5 separate regions of the Mus musculus genome follow, and regions 1, 2, 3 and 4 are each linked to region 5. Evidence: chromatin contacts called from public Hi-C, HiCAR-type, HiChIP or PLAC-seq and promoter capture Hi-C data. All regions are on one chromosome and are shown on one strand. Each heading gives the region's core, a stretch centred on a gene start, on an enhancer-like site or on the middle of the called end of the contact. The rest is flanking DNA. Distances are from core to core; before and after follow the strand shown.

Evidence for each region. Promoter capture Hi-C pulls out the DNA fragments that hold promoters and counts their contacts. Hi-C and Micro-C count contacts between places; a contact is called where the count stands out from the background. HiCAR-type assays count read pairs that join an accessible place to other places. HiChIP or PLAC-seq counts read pairs in DNA pulled down with a chosen protein or histone mark.
Region 1: a contact with region 5 is called in an H3K4me3 HiChIP or PLAC-seq map of pro-B cells, with 8 times the contacts expected there. The contact joins the promoter of 2900060B14Rik here to the promoter of 3110009E18Rik in region 5. A contact is called at or near these places in 2 of 39 promoter capture datasets (liver and pre-B cells), 2 of 115 datasets of contacts at active chromatin or transcription factors (large pre-B cells and pro-B cells) and 1 of 9 other capture datasets (liver).
Region 2: a contact with region 5 is called in a HiCAR-type map of astrocytes, with 4 times the contacts expected there. The contact joins the promoter of Clasp1 here to the promoter of 3110009E18Rik in region 5. A contact is called at or near these places in 1 of 115 datasets of contacts at active chromatin or transcription factors (astrocytes) and 2 of 9 other capture datasets (adipose tissue and liver).
Region 3: a contact with region 5 is called in a Hi-C map of cortical neurons. The contact joins the promoter of 2210011K15Rik here to the promoter of 3110009E18Rik in region 5. A contact is called at or near these places in 3 of 39 promoter capture datasets (the 3T3-L1 cell line and hippocampal neurons) and 1 of 484 Hi-C or Micro-C datasets (cortical neurons).
Region 4: a contact with region 5 is called in a promoter capture Hi-C map of pre-B cells. The contact joins the promoter of Ddx18 here to the promoter of 3110009E18Rik in region 5. A contact is called at or near these places in 4 of 39 promoter capture datasets (the C10 cell line, hippocampal neurons, liver and 1 more), 1 of 484 Hi-C or Micro-C datasets (CD4 T cells), 3 of 115 datasets of contacts at active chromatin or transcription factors (astrocytes, large pre-B cells and pro-B cells) and 3 of 9 other capture datasets (adipose tissue, liver and macrophages).

Annotation. Positions count from the first base shown.
Region 1 is chr1:118,457,856-118,460,555 of GRCm38.p6, forward strand. It overlaps 2900060B14Rik (RIKEN cDNA 2900060B14 gene), which reads right to left and starts at 1,410. Exons shown (of 1, transcript NR_027901.1): 1 at 814-1,410. Clasp1 (CLIP associating protein 1) reads left to right here. Exons shown (of 43, transcript NM_001359328.1): 3 at 1,946-2,024.
Region 2 is chr1:118,387,718-118,390,431 of GRCm38.p6, forward strand. It overlaps Clasp1 (CLIP associating protein 1), which reads left to right and starts at 1,341. Exons shown (of 43, transcript NM_001359328.1): 1 at 1,341-1,804.
Region 3 is chr1:121,358,654-121,361,353 of GRCm38.p6, forward strand. It overlaps 2210011K15Rik (a long non-coding RNA gene), which reads right to left and starts at 1,418. Exons shown (of 3, transcript XR_003947976.1): 1 at 1,369-1,418; 2 at 1,159-1,264.
Region 4 is chr1:121,566,633-121,569,332 of GRCm38.p6, forward strand. Ddx18 (DEAD box helicase 18) reads right to left here and starts at 1,348. Exons shown (of 13, transcript NM_025860.3): 1 at 1,159-1,348. The coding sequence starts at 1,243.
Region 5 is chr1:120,119,828-120,122,527 of GRCm38.p6, forward strand. 3110009E18Rik (RIKEN cDNA 3110009E18 gene) reads left to right here and starts at 1,360. Exons shown (of 6, transcript NM_028439.2): 1 at 1,360-1,390. It overlaps Dbi (diazepam binding inhibitor), which reads right to left and starts at 1,269. Exons shown (of 4, transcript NM_007830.4): 1 at 1,118-1,269; 2 at 68-185. The coding sequence starts at 1,126.

The sequences.
Region 1 (2,700 bases), core at 160-2,659, 1.7 Mb before region 5:
CTATTTAATTTTCTGAAGACATTTTGCACACTGATTTTCATTTTGCATCTCCAACAGCAGTGTGCAGTTCCTATTTCTTTGTGCTGTCACTCCCTGCCTCCCTTGCTCTCTCCCTCCCTCCCTCCCTCCCTTTTCCTTTGTAGTAGCCTATAGTGATTGTCAGCTGTTGCTTTTTACCACTGCTCTGTCTGTCAGAGCATCTGTCTCTGCTGTGCACCTGCGCTTTGGGGGTCTCTAACCCTTTGCTTCCTTGGGCTGCACTTGGAGCTTTCCTGTTTAATTTCTCTTGCTCTATGTACACTGAACTTTCAATGGAGCCCATTCTTTGGCTCTTAAGTTGGTTTGTTTATTATTTGGTTCTTTCAAAACAAAACAAAACAATATCTGGAAAAAGTCATTTTCCTTTTCCCAGGCAAATTAAGAAACTATAAAAAATTTGTCTTCACTGTGGCAGTTTCTCGGTATCCTTGGTTTTGGCCCTGACAGCGACGCACTGGGCAGGTGTTTGAGTTTCCCTCATATTTTCCTTGAGATTACTCACAGCTTGTGGGCTTTAAAGAGACTGTGACAGAGGTGAAGTGTGCATTATATTATACCAAGCTTACATCACCAGCATGACTTAGCATTGTTTAAGCTGACCTTGGTCACCTGGCTGAGGTAATAGTTTGTCAGGTTTCTGTACTGTAAAATTACCTCCCATTCCTACTGTGCTCTTTGGAAGGAAGCCAAACTAAGGAAACTTAAATCCTGTGGCTCAAAAGTAAGACCTTTGTTTGTTTTTGTTTTTTTGGTTTTTTTTTTTTTTTTTTTTTTGCTTTGTTTTAAAGAAAATGCTCATAAATAGAACTATTTTAAAAGTTGGGAGAAAAAAGGGCCCCGGGAAGTGGTACATGCCTTTAATTTTAGCAGTCGGGAGCTACAAGTTTGAGGCCAGCAGGGGCTACATGCTAAGGGCTACATAGACTCTGCGCCTCAAAAGAATTATACACTTTCAAGTATCTAATTCCTCCCAGTGCTGGCTTGGTGTTTGAATTAGTATATAGATTTACTTGTAAGCTGGATGAAAACCCAAATACGGAACCCTTTATCTGTATTACAACATTTTCCAAAGGGAGCGCTTCTTAGTGTATCACAGTCTTAGGGCAGCGGTGAGAAAGCTGGTCTCCAGTAATTACTGTCCGGCTGCCCTCTAGCATACAATAAAGGAACTGCGAGGAGGGCAACAGTACACACGCGGCTACTTTAATCTTTAAATGTTTAGGTAAGGAAGAGAGGTTTTGTGGTTTTTTCCAAAAATTGCACCAAGGTAAAGCAGAGCTCTAACCGATGCAGGTGTGTTGTCAGGCGTTAGCAGTACTGCCCTCACTACGCGTTCATTGGACAGTAGCGCAACCCCAAGAAAAGGATGGTTGCTTGCAACCACGCGCGCCCGGCAGCCAGAAAGCTCTAAGTCCGGGTTTGGTTGCGGTGACCACCGCAGGAGGCCTACCCCAACCTGCCCGGTGTACAGTATTTTCTTCGACTGCTGCTTCCCACGTCGAATACCCTTTCTGTTTTTCTGAAACTCCCAAGGGGCTTTCTGAAGCCTGCTTGTCTTTACCCAGAAGGCCGCGCGTCACAAGTCTGAAAATTTGCATACACGCCTTTCTGGGCGGGGCCGGAGGGAGGCTTAGAGTTAGCAATTTGGGGGGAGGGTGCGACCTGGTAAATTTGCATACGCAACTCAAGGAGAGGGCGGGGCCGCAGTAGGCTCCTCTAGGTCGTGCTGCTTCAGTGGAGTTCCGCTTCGGCGAGTTTTTCTTCCAAACGGTAGCGGGTTTTTCCGTGCCGAGTACCCTTTCCTGACCAGCCAGCTCAGTCTTCCCAGTCGCTGGGCGCCCGCGGGGACCAGCTATGTCAGCGCCATCCCACTGCACCGCTGACGCTGTGCTTCTTTGCGTTGCAGGTGGTTCTCTTGGGCATGGACATCCTGTCGGCACTGGTGACTAGGCTGCAGGACCGGTTCAAGGCGCAAATCGGCACAGGTGAGCCTTAGCTAGCATAGCAGGCTCTCATCCTTCCGTCCCACCCTGGACTCACCCCACATCGTGGCCTCACCGCCCCTAAACTGGTACCTTCCCCTCTAAACCCGAATTATTATAATATTGCCAATTGAGGATTTTTATGCCAGTTTAGACATCAGCTTGATGCCAGCCAGTACGCATTGTCCTCTCAACCTCCTCGGAGACTCAGTTTTCTTTGAAAAGTCCTACAAAAAAGGAGCCAGTTGGATTTTTCCACCGTTTAGATGTCTCTAAATCAGTGTGTTTCATGGTGGCGATGTAAACACTAAGCAATTCTGTTTATACAACTGTTTCAGTAGCAAATTTCTCTATTCTCTTTTCTTGATTCCCTTTTGTGTGCGCAGTGGGTGAATAGAATCTATGTCCTCTGTATGCCAGCAAGCAATAACCACTGAGCCACAGTGTCAGCTGGAATTCTCCACTAGTGTTCATTACCAGTGTCTGTCTGTCCTTTTCTTTTTCTGTAGCTTTGCAGTCAGTGCGCTCACTGAGAAGGATGGTGGGATCCTGAAACTTACTGTTAGGAATCTGATGTTTGAACCATTTTCCATTTCCCCCCTACATTAGCTCAGGACTCATGGATTCTCACCAGAGGCCTAACGGGGTTGGAATAGACATGGGTGGGCTGGCCCATGCT
Region 2 (2,714 bases), core at 91-2,590, 1.7 Mb before region 5:
GAGTCTATTAGACTATGTGAAATGAACCAGTTATAAAAACACCAAGACTGGGCTGGAGAGATGGTTCAGCGGTTAAGAGCACTGACTGCTCTTCCAGAGGTCCTGAGTTCAATTCCTAGCAACCACATGGTGGCTCACAACCATCCATAATGAGACCTGATGCCCTATTTTGGTGTGTCTGAGACAGCTACAGTGTACTTACATATAATGAATAAATAAATCTTAAAAAAAATAAAAAGACCAAGACTATATGACTCCACTTTCAAAATACTCTCAGTATTTTAATCCATAGAAAGCAGAATGGTGGTAATCAGAGCTAAAGGTAAAGAGGAATTACAAATTAACAGGTGCATTTTTTGTATGACAAAAAGAAAGCAGAAGAGTGGCTACTTAACAATGTAAGTGCACTGAACTGTACAATAAAAACCAGCTACAACGTTTCTTTTGTTAATATGCACAAATTCCTTCCCATTGAACTTATCAAACTTTTCTTGGGTTTCTCTTTTCCTTTCCAGTTGACTACTCTCCACACATTGTTCTCCCAGCATACCACCCACTTCCGCTCGGCCCTTGACCCGGCGGTATTTCTTTCTAGAACGCGCTTCAGGGTTTTCCACCCACGGTTAGTAAACTTGCTTGCATTTACATCTTAAAGATGTTACTTTTTCTATATTCAATCACGAGTCCCGTCCTGCATGTGAATCCTATACCTTTTCTGCACCACACAGGTCTGTGATTGGCTTTATTGTTTTGGCTTGCCTTTCCAAGTCCGGAAGATCTGACGGCGTTATCACACATCTCCCAATACATACACATTCCCGCACAAAAGAGTCCCCATAAACACCCAGTCTTGACAGAGGAAGCCAATCCGACACTTTAAAAGTGATTTTCACCAGTGTACAACTGCAACACAAAAGCTCTCAAATCCAAACTGTTGGGTAGCACACGGGCGTAGAAGGACAAAACAGGGCGTCCTTAGGCTCCTTGAAAGTAGCGCTGCAATCTGCATAGCCCAAAAACCTCAGATATAACCTGAAGGCCACGCGGGACGCGAGGCGACGTTGTTGTGAAGGAACTTAGAAAAGAAACTGGCACACTCTCACACCAATCTCAGCAGCCTCCACCTCGCGCCCTGGCTCGCTAAAGCGCGAAGAACGGTTTAAAACCTGGGCTTCCGGTAGCAGCGCTTGTACGCATATTCAGGACAAGCCCAACGCGCTGTCAGCTACGGGAAGTCGCGGGGGCCAATTTCTTTCACTGAAGTCGCCCGGTAAATAGCGGGCACCCGTAACCCAGAAGTGAAAGATTGTTTAATTCAAGTATCAAACACCTCGACAATCAAAGGAAGTTCCGGCTGGAAGCGCTCCTGACTCCTCTCTAGCTCTTTTATCGCACAGCCTTCTCCTAGTCTTGCTCGAGTTTTGCTTCCTCTCCTTTAAAGGCTCTAAACATTCCTTAAATTCTCCTTGGTCACCTTTTTTTATTAAAGCACCTTTATGCTACGGGTCGCCATTCGGGTCAAAGGCAAAGGCGGCGGGACCTGAAACTTCATGCGGGCCCCAGCGCTGGGCGTTACCATAGAGAGGAAGCCACCTCTCTGGGCTGAGATTACAGTCTCTATGGTTCAGCCCGGCCGGTGGCGGTAAGAGGACACAGGGAGACCTCTCTGCGCAGGCGCATTTTGGTTTTTCATTTTTTTTTTTTTTTTTTTTAATCCCCGCACCAAGCGCTTAACCTCATTGGGGTGGAGGAGAAGGCGGTGGCTGTCCGGTCCGCAGCCGCAACAGTAGTGAATAATAGAACTGTAAGTACCGGGTTTAAGACGAAGAATGCTCAGAATGGAGTCCACTGGAGGGCCCTGCTTCTTTTCCGAGCGGCGGCGGGCGCAGGGTCCGGGTGGGGACGGTGTCCAGTGCTGTCAGCCGCTCTGGGGTGCACTTTTGGGGGAGGGGGCGGCCCTGGGATGGGATCTGGGTGAGGACCCAGGACGCGCGGCCTCCGGCTTCAGTTCTGATTGTAGGCTGCTTTGCAGAGGGGAGGTGGGGCGACTGTGGGGTCAAGCCTGGCTTTGTGTGACTGTCTCTTTCAGACCCCACCCCGGGGCCCCTTCCTGACCCGGAGTCTCCCCTGGCCGGCTTGGGAGACGCCAAAGCAGCCCCGGGATCTCTTTGAAAGGAACCGAGATTACACTGAGCGGGAAGGGGCTCCAGGAGAGAAAACCTCACTACAACTAATCATCGGCGAGTGATGGGTGTGGAGAAAGATTCAGAGGGAAGAAGGGGTTGTCGGGGAGGCAGGCCGGGCGGCCGGTGCCCCCAGCCTGGGCCAGACAAAAGCGGAGCAGCCGGGGCCCAGCGGGGTGCGGAAGGTCCCCTTGTCCCAGGAGGGCCCCTCATATAGGATCTTTGCGAAGCAGGGAAGAGCGGACAAGCGCTGAGTTAAGCCTGTGCAGCCTCTCCAACTTGCCTTTGTTGTTCTTCGGTATTGGCAGAGCCGCTCTGACGAAGATGAGTGTGTGATCTTGCACGTTGGTCTGGTTGGATACAATGGAGCGGATTGAATCTTGCTTTCCATTTTATGAGTTGCTTGGATGAGTGTGGGGTTTTCCAAAGTCAATCTCATTACATAATATATCTAGATTTTAAAAATAACTGTGTTTATTTCTTAAATTAAAAGAACAATTAGTTGGAGCCTTAAAGCATGTGTGTCGCATC
Region 3 (2,700 bases), core at 168-2,667, 1.2 Mb after region 5:
TGCCCCAGCTGCCCCTCCTGTCCCTCCTGCCCCTGCTGCCCCTCCTGCCCCTCCCGCCCTTGCTGCCCTTGCTGCCCCTCCTGCCCCTCCTGCCCCTGCTGCCCCTCCCGCAACTGCTGCCCCTGCTGCCCCTCCTGCCCCTCCCGCCCTTGCTGCCCTTGCTGTCCCTCCCGTCCCTCCCGCACCTGCTGCCCCTCCTGCCCCTCCTGCCCCTCCTGCCCCTGCTGCCCCTCCCGCCCTTGTTGCCCCTCCTGCCCCTGCTGCCCCCCTGCTGCCCCTCCCGCCCCTGCTGTCCCTCCTGCCCCTCCTGCCCCTCCCGCCCTTGCTGCCCTTGCTGCCCCTCCTGCCCCTGCTGCCCCAGCTGCCCCTCCTGTCCCTCCTGCCCCTGCTGCCCCTCCTGTCCCTCCTGCCCCAGCTGCCCCTCCTGTCCCTCCTGCCCCTGCTGCCCCTCCTGCCCCTCCCGCCCTTGCTGCCCTTGCTGCCCCTCCTGCCCCTCCTGCCCCTGCTGCCCCTCCCGCAACTGCTGCCCCTGCTGCCCCTCCTGCCCCTCCCGCCCTTGCTGCCCTTGCTGTCCCTCCCGTCCCTCCCGCACCTGCTGCCCCTCCTGCCCCTCCTGCCCCTCCTGCCCCTGCTGCCCCTCCCGCCCTTGTTGCCCCTCCTGCTGCCCCTGTTGCCCCTGATGCCCCTGATGCCCCTCCCACCCCTGCTGCCCCTTCTGCCCCTCCTGCCCTTGCTGCCCCTCCAGCCCCTGATGCCCCTCCTGCCCCTCCTGCACCTCCTGATCCTCCTGCCCTTGCTGCCCCTCCTGCCCCTGCTGCCACTCCTGCTACTCCTGCCCCTCCCGCCCTTGCTGCCCCTCCATCTTCCCCTCCTGCCCCTGCTGCCCCTGCTGCCCCTGCCACCCCTTCTGCTGCCACTGCTCCTCGGAGTTGCTTCTGGTTGGGTGTGGCTGCAGAGGCGAGCAGAATGACCAGCACAAGTCTCAGCCTTCAATCGTTCGCGTTAGATCGTGCTGATGAAAATATCACGTCTAAGGCTCGTCTTCTTACGTCTGAAGAACAGTTAACATTTACTGATTTCATTGTAGGGGAATGCAGAGGTTCCATACTGTGTGTGACCGTCCAACGACATTATGTCAGAGTCAGTGCTCTCACTTACCATCTAGGTCCCAAGGATCAAGCTCGGTCCACCGGCCCGGCAGCCAGCACCTCTACTGGATGAGCAGTCTCCTCAGCCCTTCAGCTTCTGGCATTGGAGCCACACCCTAGAGGAAAGCAAACCCAGAGCTCGGGAGTTAGGCCCTTGCATTTCTTTTATCTCAGATGTGAATTTACAGACTTAGAAATCAGATGCGAGGAAGCTACCAACACTCATCGTCTTTGGACTCTGCCAGGCATTGTCATGGTTCGGCCTCCATGATACAGGAGTGTTGGGAGTTCTGCAAAACCAGCTGGGGTGAACTTTCTTTATCTCGGAAACCATATAAGCAAGCTGGTCTAGTAAGTGCAACAGGGCAAGGCATGGCGCCATAGCAGGAAAGGGCTCTGCAGTCTTTTTTTTTTTTTTTTTTTTTGTCACTGCAATAAAATTCCATGATCAGAGTAACTTTATAGGAGTAAAAAAGTGCGTATTTTGGCTTACAGTCCCATTGGGAGAGTCCATAATGGAGGTAGAGGCAGTAAATAGCCAGAGAATGAAGCTGAGGGAGTGTGTATCCATCCACATGCAAGACCCAGGCAGAGAAAACCATCAGGAAGGCTTGGCTTATAAACTTCCACCTTAAGACTCAGACTCACACACATGCACACACACACACTCATACACACACACACACACTCACTCTCACACACACTCACACACACACACATGCACACACTCACACACTCACACACACACACAGTCATACGCACACACTATTGACTTGTGTGCAAAGCTGTCTGTACTCTTAGTGATGTTCTTAATGCTAAGAATCTCCGTGAGGGACATTCACCCCTGGCAGGGGAATAACAGACCACAGACACAATTTCGTATCAGCCCAGCCTGATGAGCCAATGAGCTCACTCCTGGTGAATCCGTGAGTCAGAGGCTGCTGACAGGAGCAGGAGGGATGACGCATGGCAATAGCATCTCTGGAGTTCCTCTCCCCATCTCCCTTTTACTTCCTATATACTCTATTGCTTCTCCCAGACCAGGTGACAGGTGAGGGTGGTGGGTAGGATCTTGGATGAAAGTCTAGGAACCCTCTCTCCTCCACCTATGAACCATGAGTGAATGTTGCTAGTCTCAGCACATGACTATGCTCTAGCTATCTGCATGTTTATTGTCTTTCTTATTCCCCTGTCTAGACTGGAAGCAGAGCAAGGTCCCCTGTAGTTCCTATAGCAATCTTGTCTCTATGAGGACTATAACCATGTGATGCTCAAAAGAAATAACTACATCATAATAATCTCCAAAGCTTTCTTTTTCATACTATAAAACATAAAGCTGTAGTATGAATTTTATGCCAAATGTAGTGTAAATATCCCTTGGGGATAGAACACAAAGTCCAAAAACAACAAGTAGGGAAAAGATCCCATCTAAATCGCCAGCAGGAACATGCCTACGGCTGCTCTGTTGAGAACACCAGCAGATTTGCCTCAGATTAAAAGCACAATTGCACTCAGTCATCACCAGAGAAGCTTTCTTCTGCAGCAGATGGGA
Region 4 (2,700 bases), core at 98-2,597, 1.4 Mb after region 5:
TCTGATAAATATAACTGAATGATATTTACTTCGCATTCCCACAATTATTACTTATATAATTTCACTTCATTCAAACCCAACTTTCCTAGACTTTGGTGAACTGAAAATTCAGTAAACGAAAACCACTCATTAAAACCCTATTAAAGCCCCAAACTATCCTCACAAGTTTTCCATTTTCATACAAAGAGAATGAAGGCAACACCATCTTTAATTTACATCATTACCCACACCAAGAAGTAGCTACTAAGTAGCATTAATTATTCTACAGGTACTAAGTGAAGGAACATCAATACTTTTGCCTAAAATCCACCATCCCCTCTGGGATGTCTTTCAAATACTATCTGTTGAAAATTGCGTGGGTCTAGACAATTATTCAGCGATCCTCAACATACTGATCTCTCGACCCCCCAACCCCCACTACAGTTGTCTCATACCAGATATTTACATTACGATTCATAATAGCAAAATTACAGCCATGAAGTAGCAACGAGGTTATTTTATGGTGTGTGTGTGTCAACACAATATGAGGAACTGTATTAAAGGGGTACAGCATTACAAAGGCTAAGAACCCCTACAGGTAGGTAACCTAAACAAGCTACAGAAACTGCAACAAGAAAGTGACATGTGTAAATTTTTCATTTAAGCCCTTGTGCCAAAACCAAGACGTTAAGGAATTCACTAAGTTGTGCGCGACAAAAAACACTGGGAGGGTTCTGCCTAACATATGAAGAGGATCGCTGCAGGAATGAAAAGAACGGGTTTGGGGGAGAGAGCTGTATCACTGGGAAAGCTCCGAGGAAAACAATTCGTAAGTTTGGGCAGGGGATGAGATCGAGCAATTAAGTGAAAGTCGGGAACCGTAATGGATACAAAGTTCTACGTGGGGACTAAAGATGCTGATGGGGGGGTCTAGGGTAATCTGCAGGTTTTCTTGCCAATAGAAAGTTGGGGAAGAAAGTCCGAGGCCTCCCGCTTTCACCCTGAGTCGAGAAAGCCACGCCGGCAAAGGGCAGAACCAATGAAGGGTCCACGGGGGCTGGGACCCAGGCGGCCTGCTCGTGCCGCGCATCCCCGGCTCCCGCCGGAAGCTGCCCAGCGCACCGCCGAGTTCCTGGGTTCCCCACGTCGTTCGCCAGTGCGGGGTTCAGCACAGCTCACCTTGCAGCTTCAGGTTTCGCTGCCGCAGCTTGGCATTCCGCTTCTCGATCTTCCTGCGCAGGAGTTTCATCTGTAACTGCGACATCTTGCCAGGCCGCCCAGCCGTCTGCACCGAGACAGATGCACGTGCGCAATTGCAAGTCGGAAGTGTACCGCTGGAGCCTGCGGACCCGCGGGGCGGAAATGCTTCGGGCGGAAACAGTTCCTGGTGAGAGCTGGGTTCCCTTTGGAGACCGAATTTCCTGCAGCGCCCCCTGGCGACTGGAGGACGACTCGTTGTGAACCCGTTCGCCTTGCTAATGGCCCCAGAGTTTTACAAACCAAGACTGCACAATAAAAAAGCCGATTGGAAGACGGAATTCCTTGTGGCTCAGAAGAGTCTCTTTCCCTTCACTGCTAGAGAGGTGCCAGTATCCTGTCAGAAGAGGTTTAAGTCTTAAAACCTTCTTGGGAGACGGGGATGGTGGTGTTCACCTTTAGTCTCAGCGTGAGGGAGGCAAGAGCAAGTGGATCTCTGAGCTGAGACCAGCCTGGTCCACAGGGCAGCACTCCACCCCTCCACCCCAGTGCCTTCCAAACAAAACAAAAAGACTAAAGAAACAAAAACAAAAACCCAACAACAAACCCACTTCAATTTGGACCCTGTATCACACAAACGTCTTTTCTCACCGTATAGTTTTCCCTCAATTTTTCAGGGCGTTGCACTCTTCTTTTCTTTTCTTTTCTTTTCTTTTCTTTTCTTTTCTTTTCTTTTCTTTTCTTTTCTTTTCTTTTCTTTTTTTCTCTTTTCTTTTCTTTTCTTTTTTTCTCTTCTCTTCTCTTCTCTTCTCTTCTCTTCTCTTCTCTTCTCGTCTCTTTCTTTCTTTCTTTTTCTTTCTTTCTTTCACTTTTGTGCTAGTTTGCGGTAGATGTATGGTGAATGACATAGGTAAAACACTGAATTTTTACACAACTTCCACGAAGACAGAAACACAGTTACAGAAAACATACCGACAGGGAAGTTCGTGCGCTGCCTGAGAAAGATCCTGGTTTCAGGATGGACATTTGGGTGATGTCTTCCTTCAGCCTCCATTGTGCATAGATTGTGTGTGTGTGTGTGTGTGTGTGTGTGTGTGTGTGTGTGTGTGTGTGTGTGTGTGTGACAGAGAGAGAGAGAGAGAGAGAGAGAGAGAGAGAGAGAGAGAGAGAGAGAGAGTCAGCAGTCAGTCAGTCCCGGGATGGGCATGCAGATAGAGTCTTTAATTCAGTATTGCAGTTCTGGGTATTGAACCCAGGGCCTCTTTCATGTCAGTCACCATTCAATGGAGCTACACATTACTCCTAAGTCTATAGAAGTATTATAATTGGGGCTGAGGAGATGCCTTAGTCTATAAAGTGATTGCCTTGCAAATACAAGCCCTGAGTTCCATCTACCTCTCATAGGAAGAAAGCCAGTTGTACTGGTGCTCAGAGGCCAGCATCCCTGTAAGACCAGGTCTAGGAGAAACCATGTCTCAAGATGGATAGTGACTGACATCTGTGATGGCTATTCTTGTTGTCAAA
Region 5 (2,700 bases), core at 110-2,609:
GGCGAAGTTCTCAGACTCCCGGGCTGCCGAGCCAACTTGGCCCGCTCTGATGAGAAGCTGGGCATACCTGTATTTACATCGCCCACAGTAGCTTGTTTGAAGTGACTGTAGATGAACAGCATCTCTTCATCAGTTGGCTGAGTCTTGAGGCGCTTCACCTCCTCAGCGGCTTTGTCAAATTCAGCCTAAGAGTGAGGGAGAGGGAGAGGAACGAGATGTAGGTTGCCTGAGTGGGAGAGGCCCAGGGATGCCTCCCATATTCCCTCTTCTTGCCAGGATTCCCTAAGGCCCACCTGTCCACTCAAGCAGTTACAGCACTGTGTCAAGTGCTGGGAATAGTTTTGGCTCACAGTGGAAGTGCACGCCCTTGAAAATTTTCTTGCCCAACTAACTGCCTGGGCCACCACTGGCCCAGATCCAACAATTGCTGGGGTTCCAGTAAAGCCCGACCTATGATCAGCGGAGATTGACTGGGCAGTAAGGGGAAACGTGGTGTGATCAAAACAGTCGATCAGAGTTCAGGAGAGGAATGCGGTGGAATCCAGTGTCTGGAGCCAGCTGGTCCCTTCCTACAGGGGCCTGGAGTTCAGCGTTGACCTCTGTCCCAGTGCCCAGATTAGGGAGAGGCAAGTGGGAGGAGTCAGAGATCGCCCTACAGGGCTCAGTCCTCGGTAGTGGTCTCCACTGGAGGGAAGGAAAAGGCTTCTGGACCACCTCACCTACTCACATCTCTTCTGTACAGGGGCAGGCCAGGCACAAGACTAAATACCTTCCCCGACCTCCAGGCTCTTCAGCCAGGGCCTGTATGAGTGCCCCTCTATTCCATTCGGTTCTTCCCAGTGTGGGATTCAATCTTCCCTGTCCTTCCTTCCCTCTTACGCCCCATCTTTCTTTCGAGGACCCTGTTCCTGCTTCACCCAGGAGTTCAGCCCACCGGCAACTCTCTGGCAGTTCCGGCGTGGGTGGCAGTTTTACATATCTGCAAGGGAAAAAGTTCCGCTCCCCAGGCTATGAGCTGGGCTCGGATCCCAGAAGAGCTGCGGGATATCTGAGGAAATAGACCCGGCTGTCCCCAAACCCACAGCATCTTCGCAGCCCGGCGGGGCACACGCAGTACCTGAGACATACTGGTGAGGTGATACGGATGCCGAAAGCGCGGGAGCAAGCTCAGAAGCAGCAGCAATCAAGTCACAGAGCGCACCAGCTAGCGCCTTTAAAAGCACAACCCCGGCGTTCCAACTGAGCTCGGGCGAGCGGCAGCAGCCAATCAGAAGTCGGATCTGCTTTCGGGGGCGTGTCCATCCTAGCGGAGCGCTCCAACCCTTCCCGGACCCAAGAGGGAGTTTATTGCGCACGCGCGGGGAGGAGCCGCGGGGCACGTTGGGAGCAGGTGGGACGCGTTTCGTTTTTTTTTTTTTTTCCGTGGGGGAAGGGACGGACGGGACATTCTCCGTCAGGGCAGTTGGGCAGGAGCTAGCAGGCACTGAGAACGCGTGAAATGGGGTGCTGCGGGAGGAGAGCAGAAATCAGTATGATTCTTTCCCTTTAACTCTCATGCGGATTGGAAAGAGGCCGGAAGTTGCATCGCTGGTTGAGTAAATTATCCGACTAGAAAATGGGATGCCCCGACCCCTTTCGGAAAATCCAGGGAAGAATCCCCGGTGCACAGCGCAATGGTGGCCCGCTGGACCAAGTCCATATCTAGGCCTTTTCTTCTGAACTTCTGGCATATTCTTTGACATTGCCCATACTTGTCGGTCCTGCACCCCTAACGCAGTCTTGTGTTCCATCAGTGCTTTATAAAGGCGGAGACAATGTGATATAACAAACTTGCACAAGAAGAGGTGCCCATCGAGCCTTGGTTAAGTGAATAACTTTTCAAATGGTTTTTAAACACGTGACCTGATGCTTGCCGACTCCTAGACCTTGGACACGCAGCAGAGGACAAACAGACGAATCTTTGCTACTTTGCAGCGTCTTATAGTGGGTTCATAGTTGATTTAGTTTAAAAAGTAAAGAGTTGGAAGTTATAACTGATGTGTGTGGAGAGGGGTTGGGGAGAAGATGCTGTTTGAGCGAGTCCTGCAAGTCGGAAGGAGCATTCTAGCAGAAGCAGGAGTAAGCAGGAGTTACTGTGGACACTGAGGTCTTTGAATTCTTAGTCTCATTAGTGAAATAATTTAAAACTGATTCGGAAGGAAGCTTGAGGACAATTATATTAAAAGTTTGAGGTAAAAAACCCACAGGACAGACAAGCTGAAAATGTTGACATCCACTGGGGAGAGGAGACTGGGGAAAAGTTTTGCCTTTTTTTTTTTTTTTTTTTTTTTTGGTTTTTCAAGACAGGGGTTCTCTGTATAGCTCTGGCTGGTCTCGAACTCAGAAATCCGCCTGCCTCTGCCTAAGTTATGCCTTTTAAGCTAGACACGGAGGTCAGAGAAATTGAGAAAACCCAGAGTGTTAGGGAGAACATGCTTAGGAGTGCACAGCAGGTTCAGAGGGTTGAGTTTAGACGGCATTCAAATCCAAGAATATGTGTCCCGGGACAAAAGACTACAGCGGGGCAATGAGGAAGTACAACTAAGTAAAACACGACAGAGCTGCAGAAGTAAGAACGAAGTAAGCTGAATAGGTGATGGCAGAGGTTGTTCATTTTGGGCATGCAGGCAGTCATTCTGATGGAGTCATGGGGTGGGGAGG